Regions from separate parts of the Mus musculus genome. Here region 2 is linked to region 1. Evidence: chromatin contacts called from public promoter capture Hi-C data. All regions are on one chromosome and are shown on one strand. The core of a region is the stretch at or near the end of the contact, and the rest is flanking DNA. Distances in the headings are between cores, read along the strand shown.

What was found. Promoter capture Hi-C pulls out the DNA fragments that hold promoters and counts their contacts.
Region 2: a promoter capture Hi-C map of hippocampal neurons shows a contact between it and region 1, with 4 times the contacts expected there. The contact joins the enhancer-like site here to the promoter of Tafa1 in region 1. A contact is called at or near these places in 10 of 39 promoter capture datasets (the 3T3-L1 cell line, cranial neural crest, embryonic stem cells and 4 more) and 2 of 9 other capture datasets (adipose tissue and liver).

Annotation. Positions count from the first base shown.
Region 1 is chr6:96,108,779-96,115,924 of GRCm38.p6, reverse strand. Tafa1 (TAFA chemokine like family member 1) reads right to left here and starts at 2,771. Exons shown (of 5, transcript NM_182808.3): 1 at 2,339-2,771; 2 at 171-291. The coding sequence starts at 288. It also overlaps 2900060L22Rik.
Region 2 is chr6:96,546,886-96,554,031 of GRCm38.p6, reverse strand. All of the region lies in intron 3 of Tafa1 (TAFA chemokine like family member 1), which reads right to left. Among named protein-coding and RNA genes, the nearest start is that of Gm26011, 10 kb to the left of the region's middle. Within about 2 kb of position 3,496, at least 4 of the 459 cell types and tissues checked have an H3K27ac peak or open chromatin away from gene starts, as enhancers often do. A contact at or near this core is called in hippocampal neurons, where this site is marked.

The sequences.
Region 1 (7,146 bases), core at 1,522-4,021:
TTTTTTTGGTACACTCCCCTTCCCCCAGAGCATCCAGCCCACAACATGTCTTAGAATTCAAAGGCAAACTGCCCACACGATGCAGTTTCTGTCACTTGCATCCTGCCATCTGTTGAAAAGACCTTGGTGAGGCTAGAGGAGCCTCCCGGGGAGGCTGCTCCCCCACTTACCTGGCCGGTGCAGGTGATGCTGCTGGAAGGTGTGTTGGAGTGACCCATGGCAGAGCAGCATCGCACAAGCACTTATCCACAAGTACAGGGCCCAGGACATTGCAGAGACCATTGCCATTCTCTAAAGAGAACATCAGATGAGAACAGGTTACCCCTGGCGTCAAGCCCCCGGAGCGGTATGGCCCACGGAGGAGGGAAGGGACAGCTCAGATGTCGTCCTGTTCTTTTGCTACTTGGCTGGCTAGAAGGAACGTTCCTGTAGAGGTCATGATGGGGAGTAGAATTGAAGACCTTTCCCAGAAGCTCATAAATATGTCCCTTAAGTTCTGTCAGAGGTCAATGATTGCCCAAAATGCAAAAATAAAGTTTGTCACTGTTAACTAGGCAGACTTAAACATTACATGCCCATGGAGATACTCAGTTTTACACAAAGATCTATGAACTAGTTTTCCCAGGCATTCAGTAGCTGTAGACTTGCTCATTCTAACTTCATTGCAAGTCTGACATAAGCCTGGAAGAAAAGAGTGGGCTCTTTTTTTTTTTTTTTTTTAATTCTACAGTCATGAATTTTTAATCGCAATGCTGCCTTCTAAACTAAGTAATCATTTCTCAGAGGCATGTTGTAATCTCCCGATAGGATGGCTCTTTCTGACTAGACTTGAATTTCAGAAGGCACCATGTCTTCAGCCAGAACGAGTTTCAGAGGCAAGGTCTGTGTATGTACCCTACAAGCAAGCCATAATTTACAGTATTGCTTTGCCTCCTAAGATCCCATTGTGGCATTTGCCGGAGCACTGATGAATATGTATATACAGGTGGTGTGTGTATTTATATGGGCGAGCATATACCTTTTCTCAGGCACTGAAACTTTGACAGTCTTATCTGCACCTATGAGCATCTCAGGAGCTACAGAAGCTCAACGGCGCTACATATTGTCCAATTTCCCAAACAACACCTTATGCTGCATTTCATATTGCCAAATTAATCAAACTTGAAGGATCGTCCTTAGTCAGCCAGTCATAGGAAGCACCCCCTATATAAGAATTCAGTTAGTGACAGCCTTTCCTCTCTGAGGTCTCAGAGAGGGGCTGTGCAATCAAGGTTGAGCACCTTTCCTCTGTCAAATGACACCCTTCAAGAATTTCCACTATGCACTGAAAACCTGCTTGTGACCTCCTAGGATGACTTCCTTATCTGTGGAAATTGATACTCTTTCAAAGCCAGTGATAGTCAGCAAAAATAAACATTATGCACACATATATATGCATGTGCATAATTCTGGATAATTTGCAGGTTTCAGAGAGACAGAGTGTTTGGGAAGGGCTTTGAGGATGACAATACACAAACGTGACAACTGTAATTAAGTGCAAAGTGGGAACACATTCTTTTCAGCAGCTTGGAGCCATCCATGCCCCAGGCAGTGAGTCAGATGGACCAGTCACTTTCTAATTAGTTTCTAGTTTGGTGGCCCACTGTTTACTTTTGTATATGGGCATGCTTTATCTCCTTGTTTTCAGAGCTAGCAGGATAGCATAGATGCACTCTCATCAGCAGAGGTAAATAGCAACTCCCCTCCTGTGAATCCCCAAATGAATGCATTTTAGAACCTTTCTGAATAGCCTGCAAATTACAGAGAGACAAAACAGAGGTGACCCGGTAAGCATTTGCTAGTCAACCATCTCTGTTGAAATGCACTGGAAATTTAACTCAGGGGAAAAAAAATCTAACCATCATCAAACTTAACGATTCTTTAGAGACTCCTTCTCCTGCTCATTTAACCCACACACAGCTGAGCACACACAACATGCTGTGACTTGACAATTACAGGGCTTCCCTCTTCCTTCCTTCCTTCCTTCCTTCCTTCCTTCCTTCCTTCCTTCCTTCCTTTCCTTCTTTCCTTCCTTCCTTCTTTCTTTCTTTCTTTCTTTCTTTCTTTCTTTCTTTCTTTCTTTCTTTCTTTCTTTCTTTCATTCCCCCCCAGTTAACTTTCTGTAATTCTCAGCATTACTTCCCAAGCTCCTGCAAATCTCTTCTCTTGGCTGCTCCCAGACAGAGCTCTGCTCTGTGGCAGTGTTTTCCCCCCAAATAATGCATCGAGTCTTGCATACTTCTCTGAATATGTTGCAAATCAGTTTCCTGAATCTTAAATCTTACAGAGGCTTTCTTACCTGAAAAATCCAGCCAAGAGCAGGGAACCCTCCTAGTGCTCATTGGAAAGAGCTAACACTTTTTAAAATCCATCTGTGCCACAGTTCTGAGATTTTTCAAAGAGAATGCTTCCCAGCAATTCTTTATTAAGAATTGAAAAAAAAAAAAGAAAAGAAAAGAAAAGAAAAAAAGGCAAGCTTTTCTCTTCCAGTCCCGTTTCCACAGTTGTGAAGACGTTGGGCTCGTTCACTGTATTGTCAGAAAAGGAAGCAAGGTTTGAGGGGTGGAAACCTTGTCATGTTCACCTTTAAATCATCCCCTGGCGTCACCTCTGTCTGACGAGACCTTTGAAGTGATGGTGAGCTAATGTAGTTTCCTGATGAGAAGCAGTTTATAGCCACGGACAGACCATCCCTACTCCAGTACATTCAGGACAGAGTTAGGCAGCGAAATGTAGGAGCAGGGCTGCTATACCTCCGTAAGTAGCGGGAGTCTGTTTCAATACACCCCTCCTCTCTAAAGTCTCACATGTCTTAAAGTGACATTACCCTCGATTATAGATAAGGTAGATTCTAATGACTGCCCTTAACTCTCCCATGACTCAAGCAGCGCTTTAACATGATATTGCCTAATAGTCTTTGGTGGAGGTTTGGGTTTTTTTGTTTGTTTGTTTATGTTTTGGTTTGTTTTGTTCTCTTATACCATTCTCATGCCAGGGAACTGAGAAGGGAAAGAAAAATGAAAGACAAGAAGGCATCATGCAACATATTGATAGTGTTAATGGCTTTTAGGCTTCAAACAGTAAATGGGAAAGTGAAACATGCACCCAGTCTAACCCTGAATCTTGTTGCCAGCAAGCTAGCTGAATATAGCTGGGCTTATTCTGATTTTTTTTTCGGTTAGTTGTTTTGTCAGCTATTTCTCGAAATGCAATTTATCTGGAATATAACTGGTGTTTGTGTTCCTAAGCAAAATAAAAATCTTTGGAGTTATTTAACAGGTTTAATAAGTAGAAATATATCATTGCTGGCACCAGAGACTGAGTGATGATGAAGAAATATGCTCAAGGTTCTTTGTAAAAAGTATTTTTTGGCTCTCTTTAAATAGCATGCTGAGATGGAAAAGGGAAACACTCAGAAGTTCAGTTGCATCTCTAGTACTATGGTGTGAACCCCGGCTTCCCTGGAAATATACTATGATTGTACTTAAACTTCAGAGACGCATGGGAGATGACCTACTTTTCCTTTATAGGCTGCTCCGGTGATAATTCTCTGAAAATGCTCATTCAATTGCTTCCCAAGTCGCTTACATCACACCTACTATGTGACAGATGCTTGGGATAAAGCAGAAAGCAAGACTGGTGTGATCCCCAATGTCAAAGGTCACTCACTGCCTTACGGCCTCTACATTATTTTCAGACCCGAGATGGTTCTCACAAATTCCTTGCCTTAAAAACTTCAAAGTTTCTGAGAATTCTTTTGCCTTTTGTGGGCATTATAAAGAAGGCTGGATGCTGGGTGCATCTTGCAGAACAAACCTTCTTTCCTATGCTCTACAAAGTGAAAGAGGGAGACCGTCTCTGTTTTATCAATCTTTCCTGCTGTTCTTTCAATGATAACACCCCTTTCTCCTTCCATTCTTCCCTCCCTCTTCTCCTCCCTCCCCCTCCCTCCATCCCTCCCTCCTTTCCTACCCCCTCCACAAACCAGATTTCAAAATAACAATCAAGTTAATTAAGAATGACAATGTTTCAGTTTGGATTTGTATGCTTACTTCTGTGGTTCATTATATTGCTGCCTTAATTAATGGGTGTCTATAGGACATTTGTTCTCTTGCTTCTGAATCAAGACAACAACAGAAACAGCCACAGGAACAGGAGGCAGAGTCCATCACACCTTCCTCAGGTGCTGGCACAGTGCTGAACTCTCTCTTGTAAGACATAATCTAAAGTATTTTACTAACTCAAGAGGACAGGCACGGTCATTATCTCTTTCCCACAAATGAGGAACATGGAAGGAAGTTGAGAAAGCAAACAAAACTCTTTTGAGGTAACAGGCTCCTGATTCAAACGCTCTGTACAAGAGCCCATCTCTTCAGTATTCCAGTAAAGAATGTCAACATCACTCCATCTATTTTTTTCCCAGCAGATACTTTACAATCTATTACACTGCAGCCAGTGATCATCTCCTTCATAACATAAGCATCAGCAAATACAGACTGTGCATGTCTATATATGTCTGTACATGTATGTACAGACCGTGCATGTCTGTGGTATAGGTATTGTGGTATAGGTATATGCAGAGGCCAGAGGATGTAAACTGTTTTGCTCTGTCACTCTTTGCCATCTTTATTCCTTTGAGAGAGAGATTCTCAGAGACTCTGCAGCTAGGTTGGTAGCCAGCAAAACCCAGGGATCCTCCTGTCTCTGCCCTGCACAGCACTGGGACTATAGGCATAAATGGCTTTGACACAGGTGATGAGAATTTGAACTCAAATTGCTTTTACACACTAAGCCATCTCCCCAACTTTAAGAAACACAGAGATTCAACTTAATGAAAGCTACTCCCCTACCTTTTGGGGAGTTGTGACTTTACATCTCTTGACCATGGTAGGATAGAGAGCAGTTACCTTTTTGGTTGGTTGTGGTTTAAAGCTTTGGTCATTGAGTGCAGTTGTATCACAATGGGATTGGTGTTTTAATGTTTGGAGAAATACCATGCAGATCTCTCTTTGCCTCTGGAGCAGGGACTAGTTCTCTAGACTCTCAGCCTAGATCAGATCACCGAGGGACCATATGACAAGAGGCCCTTTGTCTTTCCCTCCCAACCCAGATGGATACACACAGTGAATAGGAAGTAGTTGCCAAAGCAACTGAGACTTGTAACTTTATTATAGCATAAAATTGACAATCCTGATTGATAAAGACTTAAACCTGTATTACTCATTTCCTAATTAAATTGTTTTGTTCCATCTCAAGCTATCCCTGAGGAGACAGCAGTTTGCCATTCAAGCTCCTGTCTTCACAGAATCCACTGTGATAGGAATCTGTTGTTTGTTGTTTGTCAATGCACTGATAGCCTCAAAGCATGGAGCATTGGGACTATGGATCCAGAGGCATCCCAGTAAGGAGTGATGTATAAGTTGATCCCTCATGTGGCGGATGGTAATTGCCCACTGTCATGTTAGCAGTGTTTGAAAGAAGGGGGACTAAAACGGACTACGAGCTTATTATTTTTAAATTCCAGTTTCATTAATTCAAAATATTCTAAGTGTTGTGGGGGTTCAAATAATGTTCTCGGTCAAATTCCTCAAGATAGATATTTTAAATACAGTACTGTATGTGTATGTGTACATATGCATTTTTAAATATCCTGTTCATTAGAATCCGTCCCAAGGAAAATCACAAAGAAAGCCCTGGAGGGACTTTGGAGGTAACATTAAAGTATCCAGAACATTCAAATATCCCAAAACGTTAGGCAAACTACCATGCACTAGGAAAAGTGGATGTGAAGAAGGTAGAGGAAGGGAGGACAGATGCTGTAACAGGAAGGAAATCTGGGCAGAGGGAAAATCAGTGGAAAAGAGATGGAAACTGAGGCACAGAAGGAACCAAGTGAAGGGAAAACATCCAGTCCTGTTGTGCTAACACATTACTTCACATGAGTGATTTGCATGCATGTATATACATACATGCATACATACATACATACATACATACATACATGCCCGAGACCCACAGAAGCCAGAGCTGGAGATACAGATGGTTGTATACAGACATATGAGTACTGGGAATTAAGCTGAGGTCCCCTTCAAGATCAACAGGTGGCCTTAGCCTCAGCCACACAACAGTCTTGATAGAGAACCTCGCCTAAATTGTAGGATAATACATTGTTCCAGATGAAACTGTAGCTCTAAATGATGATGAATCGCTATATAAATGTTCCACACCATGAGCGTGATTAAAAACACTAACCTGGGAAACCCATCCAAGGAACTAAATTCTGAGTAGGAACAACAAGTCCTGCCAGGTATTTACTCAAAAATAAAAAATTCCCATTTACCCAATTCTACACTTTTTTTTTTATTTCTGATCATTGGAAATGAATGTGGTCCTTACTTCAGTTTAAGAACAAGCAAGTTCATAATTCAGCTAATTGTAATTCACAAATGTACAGAAGAAAATGTGAGACGTGCAGAGTTTTATGTCTGCATATTTCTAAGTTGAAAAACAATGAAAGGAATTTAAATAAATGACAACTAGAGTAAGAAGCACTCCAAGACTCAGCTCAGTGCAAAGTCACATGGCTTAGACGTGCATTTAATGTTCCTTGAGACAACACACTCTGGCTGTGAATCCACGGCTGGGTTTTTGTTTGTTTGTTTGTTTTTTGTGGTTGTTGGTTTTTTTTGTTTTAATTTTGTTTCTTGTTTTCTTCTTTCCTTATTTCACCTCAATTAGTTAATGAAAATGGTGAGATAGACAAAGGACCATGAAGATGGTTGGTATCCAAATGTCATCAGTACCTCTGAATCCCATGTTCTCATTTTGTGCCTTTCTCTTTCTTCTTCTCCTTTCTTCATTTCTTCCTTTCTTCATTTGGGAGATGAAGCCAGTTTTGGGGGCTCCCCACTAGTTAGTCTACAATGTCAACTTTAGATCTCCCGTATGACCGCATTTTCCTTGCTAAGTCATAATGCTATACTGCCTCTCTCCTTAAGCCCAATCTCATAAAACATTTATGTTCTAACATTTCTTCATAGAGTCTCAGTTATCCATCTAGGATGGAGCCCTACTATGTATTACGTGCAAGAACATAGTACTTGTCCA
Region 2 (7,146 bases), core at 2,247-4,746, 440 kb before region 1:
ATCTATTTATTTATCCATTTATTTATTTATTTATTTATTTATTTATTTATTTTAAAAGGTCTACAAACCTACTTTTGCAGTCTACAGATCCTCTGAGTGTCACAATCCTGCGTCCAAAATCTAGAAAAAGCACAACATAATTGGTTCTTCAAGGAAATGATAAGATAGACAAATCCTCAGCCAAATTAGCCAGGAGAGAGACAGAGAGAGAGAGAGAGAGAGAGAGAGAGAGAGAGAGAGAGAGAGAGAGAGAGAGAGAGAGAGAGAGAGAGAAATGTAATTATAGCTGAAACGGAAACATTGCTGCAGGTACCAATAAAATTCAGAAATGAAATCTCAAAGACACACTAAAAACATATGTCACTTAATTTGTAAACCTAAAAGAAACAAATGAAATTGTAGGTAGAGTTGACAAATCAAAATTAAACCAAGATGAGGTCAATAATTTTAAAAGACATATAATAAGCAATGAGATTGCTATAATTAAAAAATCTGGGTTTACTACAAAATTATGGTTTTTAATTTTGATCCTGGGGTTGAACAGAGGATTATGTGTTTGCTGGGTAAGTGTAATACCACTGAGCTACATCCCTCTAGTCCTGAGCTAATTGCTTTAGAGAGATGATTTAACTTTCCCAAACCCTTTTAGAGATTACACGACACTGGACCAGAAAGTAGACCTTGGAAAAACAAGCTAGTTTTGGCTTATCAATCGTTCATGTTCTCATTCACAACATATCCCTGGTAGTACAACAAGCCCATGTGGTTAAATGTTTTTTATCTTCCTCTCCTAATCCACAAGCAACAGAGTAAACTCTTTAGAACAATGCCATCAGAACTGCCTAAAATGTTAATGAGAAAAACTTTGTAGGATTTTGTGTCTCACTGCCACGTGGATTCTAAAATCCCCATAAATATGTAGATATGGAAGCACAGTGATGGTTACTGTAGGCTGAGTGGCAATATAATCAAAGTATGCACAGTTTCCATGAGAGCCAAAGAATTAGTTCAAGAGATCTATGTTACAATATGGCAAGTGTTAATAAGAATGTATTGCATTCTTAAAAATCATTAATCAGTTGCTTTTGCACCTCCTCCAAATCATTAAATTTGTGAGGTTAATTAGCTACATTTAACCATTCTACCACACATACATATTTCTAAATAGCATGCTGTAGATGATAAATATGGGTAACATTTGTCAATTAAAAATAAATGAATATAAAAAAAAACAAACAGTTATAGATTCCCAGCTTTCATCTCAGCCTTCTGAATCAGGAATCAGCACAAAGGATACAGCTTTATAGGTAAACACTCTTTGTTGAGATTCGGTCTGTTGCTATGTACTGTAATGCTAAATTCTGTACCTGAAGGTCTAGGCCTAGGAGTGAATTTTCCCCTTTACAAGCTTTTGTTGTGCAAACCATGTTCCTTGATTTAAAACTACTAGTTAAATAAAATTGGCTACAGCCAATTACTGGAGGGATTAGAAGTAGGTGGGTTTGAGTTATCTGGTTAGGGGTGGAGAAGTGAGAGGAGAGAAGAGAGATCAGGGAGGAATGAGGAAAAACTAGAGGAGAAGAGGAGAGGAGAGGAGAGCAGGGGAGAGGAGAGCAGGGGAGAGGAGAGCAGGGGAGAGGAGAGCAGGGGAGAGGAGAGCAGGGGAGAGGAGAGCAGGGGAGAGGAGAGCAGGGGAGAGGAGAGGAGAGGAGAGGAGAGGAGAGGAGAGGAGAGGAGAGGAGAGGAGAGGAGAGGAGAGGAGAAGAGAGGAGAAGAGAGGAGAAGAGAGGAGAGGAGAGGAAGCCACAGTAGGGAGAGCTAGAACATGAGCACATGGCCAGAGATACAGCAAACAGTTGGGGGTCACTGCTGGAAAGGTAGCCAGGTCAGCAGTTACAAGAGTAGATTAAGGGTTACCCCGATGATTGTCAAAGTCAAATAAAATGACTGTAAGTTTCATTCATTTGTTAGCTACTTAGGAATAAGTTTAAATTGATTATACTATAATTCTTGAGTCAGTCTCTCTCTCTCTCTCTCTCTCTCTCTCTCTCTCTCTCTCTCTCTCTCTCTCTCTCCCTCTCCCTCTCCCTCTCCCTCTCCCTCTCCCTCTCTCCTTCTGACTCTGCCTGTCTGTCCCCTCCCCCTCATCCCCTCTCATTTTCACACGGGAATCTCACCAGGTAGCCTAGGCTAGCCTTGACTTCTTGACTTCCCAATCCTCCTTTCTCAGCTCCCTGGATATGTTCTTAGCAATCCCTTGCAAACTCTGCTGAAGCTGTCCACAGGGATCCCAGTCATGGGGAAGTAAGAAGCAAAGCAGCAGTCTCAAAAAGCAGTTGCTATGAACTGGCGTCAACAATAACAAAACACTGCCACTGAGCACAGGGAAGGGTGGATGAAGCAGTTTTCATAGGGTCTAAACTGCTCAAGAAAAGACTCAGAAAGCTCAGAAAAGGACTTCAATGTCTCTATTAACCCATAGCGGGGCTTCAACAATGGAAAACAGTGAATAGACATAGCTGATGGCTTTGGAGATCAAGGCTTAGCAATAAGGATGTTTGAAATAGCTGATCTTGAGATCAAAGATAGCAAGAAAGACATTAAGACCAATGGGAACAACTGAGGAGTGGGTGAATAGAGGGATCAAGGTGCTTAGAACCAGGTGACAGTCCAGACAAGTGCATATATGGCTAGAATAGGCAGTGTTTAAAGACAGAGACGACACATATTGGTTCTATTTCTTACAGAGAGAGTGGGACATCCTTACAGAGCTGCCCCCCTATTCTTGTTAAACGTTTCAACTGACTAGCCAGCTAACTAGCTGACAAGTGGCACATGTTTTGAAGTTACTGACTGTTCCTTTACCACCACAGCTGCGCCTGTGCTCTGCATTTACAGTGGAGTCCTATTGGTTGAGAATGCCTGTCAGTGGTTCTCCTTCCAAGCAATGTGTGAAGAATTCATTTCTCATTTCATTCCTTCCACTTTACCAAGCAATTCCCAAGATTGAAGTTCCAAGGTACCAAGGCAAGAGGTCATGAGAGCCACTGGTGTTTCTGTCAATATAGGGTAAGTGTATGGAGGTCTGTGGGGAATGGTAATGCTTCAGCCATAACAATCCCCTTGTAGGTAACTGTCATTTGAATCATGATGTTGGTGATCAACATCCCGGGAATAATGAGTATAAAGCCTTACAAATAGTTTCTTTAAAATTATCTAGCACAAATCTGGCATATTGCTGTTTGTCAAATTATTCCCATGCCAGATGCTTACAAAAAGTCTGCTGCCCATTGCCAAATGGCTTTGCTGCACATTTCCTCATTAGATAGAGTTGACATTCTTCACAGATACTCGATCAAACGGAATTAATGACCACAAGATTCATATTTGCATTCTGCACCTACCATGTCTGTTGCCACTCCACACCCCACTCACCTGCTGGTTCAGGCTCATCCTTCTTCTGTGGATATGGGATGCGCCGGAGTTGCCAAGAACAGTGCTACAGTTTGCATTTTGATCACAGGAAGAGAGTGACTGTGTGGCACCAAGAGGAGTTGCCTTTCTAATGTGCACCCTTTCTGTCATTTTTGAAATGTGCTGCATTTTCAGATTGCACACACTCTCCCATCCTAATGTAGGGCCTGTCAATCCCCAGCACAAATTGCAGAAGGGCAAAGGACTCTGCGATGGCTCCTTTGTCAAGACAGAGTGTTTGGGACACTACATCTGACCCACTCAAACCCCATCATTCTTCAAAGAACTCAAAAGCCTTGAGTCTGCTAGTGTTCAAGGTCAGCAAATGCTCTTGTCTCTGGAGATTAATCCATTTCTCTCCCAGTCTTAGTGAAATAAAGCATTGCCATAGCAGCGGGAGGAAAAAAAACCAAACACCTAGATATGTGTACTGTTTCAGATGAAAATATATCATCATTCAAACAAGGAATATGTGAGCTCGTGATTGACAGCTACAGTATTCAACATTTACAATTCCCTCTTCAGGGATATTCAGCATCGATTGAAACAGAATGCAGTGTTTAGGAACTACTCAGGGGTACTTTCAATAAAATGCTTCAAATAATGATTGTCCGAAGCTTGCTAGACACTTTGTAAATGTCAGAAACACATTAAATATGCTAAATGAGCATGTCCAATAGCCAGAAAACAACACGAGTGATTTACAATCAATTTCACACATGCCTGGGAAAGTCTCCTTGATGCAAGACAAAATGGTCCTCTTTGACCAGAGCATACTGACCCCCAAGTTTTGGTCCTGTCTTAGTATTCATGGATCTGCTCAACATAAACTGTGGGACACTTTCTTGGTGTTAAGTAGATATGTTTGGGGGGTGCTAAATAAGAGTTTCAAGTTTAAAATACCTTTTATAGTTGAGTAAGGACTAGAGAAGATGTCATGTTTCATTAACAGTAAATAGAGAAAGGTTACTATACACCTTAAAGTTAAAAGGCTTCTGGCTATATCCTTACATCCCTCGAGGACCTTCAGACCTTTACCATTCTTAGCCATTTCATCTCGCTCATGGGTTTTATTGTGCATTTGGGGAAGGAACCACCAGATCACCCATCACTCAGATGCCCTCTCTGTTAACACCATGCATATCTAGGAACACCTTGATAGTAAAACTCCACTGGGCCTGTCTTTTTACCATAAAACATATTATTCCTAAGCTTAGGCCACCAGTAGTCCTATTATATCTGTGTAGTTTTCAAAATATTTGTTTTTTTATGTACATGAGGGTTTTTCCTGTATGTATCTGAATACAATACATGCATTACAGTGCTTGGATCCCCTGGGACTGAGTTTATTTAGTTCATATATATGCTGTTGTTCATATGTATATATCTGCATATGTCTTTGGGTTGACCACTTGAGACTGGATAACCAAACACTGACCCTCTTTTTCTCAGTAACAATGACTACTTGGAACTGTTCATCTAGTGTGGTGCTCTGTGAAATTTCCCCTATTCACAATGGCATGTCAACTGGTATTGCCACTGTTTGGTCTTATTAAGGCAGCTAGACTGTTGTACTTTCCTAAGTGCAGCTTTCCTGGTACATATGAAGACACAATCTCACAGCAGGTATATTGGTCTTCACAATCTTTCTGTCCTTTCTTCTTGATGATACCTGTGCCTTACCCATACGCTCTGGACTTGGACTATAAATGTATCTATTGGGGCTGGGAACCCCATAGTAAGTTGTTCTTAGTAGCTGTGGTTTCCTGGAATGGTCCTTGTCTGCTACAAAAAGAGGCTTCTTTGATCAAGAGTGAGAGTTATACTTTTCAAATTCGATCTGGGCACAGGATGAATGCCCCCATACAAGGGCTGGCAGTTGGATGTGGTATAAGTGGACTGAGGTAGTGCAAACTGGCCAGATTGGACTGGCACACAGAATATGCAACTGACTCTAAGCTTATGGTTTGGGACAGATGCAGAGAGGACTGACCAGACTGGTCTGACACACTCAGACTGTTGCTTTAATGCAGTTAAAACATATGGGGCTTAGCATTGTTCCTGGAATGTAGGAAGGGTTACAAAATCACTATTATTATCCAGCATTGTCCTATAGCTCCACTCAAAGTAATTAATATCAGCAAGAGAATCTGAATTTCCAAATAGTGGACCTTATATTATCCATACTTGATGCTTCTTAGAAATTCACGTATTTGTCTTTTACACTACCTAGACATCTGAATTCACTTCACTCTTACTTGGTTATTCTTTTTTTTTTTTTTCAGTTCCATTTTTTGGATTAATGTGCTGTTGTCTAGGCATTTGTCTATGAGACTTCATAAACCTCAGGCTCAATGAGAGGTGGGATTCATTCCCAAGACCTTGCCCACCAACTGCCTAAGGCTGGTTACTTAATCCTAAACCTTTATCCCAGACACATCTGCTGTTTTGAGACAGACTCATATCCTCAACTCTCGGTTTAATATTTATAACTACAATTATCCTGAGTTTACTCCCTCTTCCACACCTTCCCCGAAAGGATAGCAGCTTCCTTACTACAAAGCTGCCTTTTCTTCCTTAATCCCTGTGGTAGCAGCCTTCAAGAACAAACTAGAAAGCAGGAGACTCCTCCTGACTCTCTTAGTCTCAATGCAAAAGAATCATGAGTAACTCGCACCCTCATCAGTAAGAAAGTAAATATGGTGTCTTCTAGTATTCTAAAAGCACGGGGAACTCTTGGAATTTCATTTTCCCACATTTGGCCTAATTTTGAGTACTGAGAATAGTTATGCACTATACAAAAATTTTCTATAACTCTGAGAATAAGTGGTTATAACAGTGAGGCTCTGCGTTGGTACAGAAATAGAAAATAGAGGAATCCCGGTCTCTAGGAAACTATTTGCTAAATCAGACATCATTACTTAGTTATGGTCAGTGGATGGCCTCTGTCATGAAGATTTGGTTATTAGATTTGTGGAGGGGGGAACCTGATGATTCAGATATGAGAAGAGTAATTGAAGTTTAATATAGTTGCCAAATATAGTATAAGCAAGATTTTTTTCCCCAAGTTCAATTTTTGATTCTATTATAAAACATGATAAATATCTAAAGGCTGTATTAAAAAACATGTATCTGTCTCCCACAAAATATTGTTCAATATTCTTAACTTGGATGGTATGACCTTTCACATTCTGTCTACTCCATCTTCCTTCTATTGTCAAAACAAAAAACCCAATCACTTCTGCTTCTTCTCTACCACTTTGTCTACATGCCTAAGTCCACAGCTTACTTCTGTATTATTTTTTATAATATTCTTATAGTTGGAACATCAATACCTCTTTCTTTCATAACTATTTTGTGACTTTGTGAATCATCCCCTATAAGAACCCACTCCTCCCTCTCGCCATCTCTTTTCTTTCTTTAATAATGGACAGTGACTGTTGTTTTCTCACAGTAAATTTGATTTCCTTGCAAGCAAAGGCCTATTTCATTTATGTTCATACCTTAGCATGAAAGCCATTCTAGAGTGGACACACATGGAGCAGCTGAGAAACTAGAGTGTGTTTTAAACATCTTGATTAAAGTGAAGTAGCAGGCAGCTTGTCTTATACTGACATGTGATGATTTACCTAATCATCTTCAAGCTGTCTAAGGATGAAGAAGAGTTTGTAG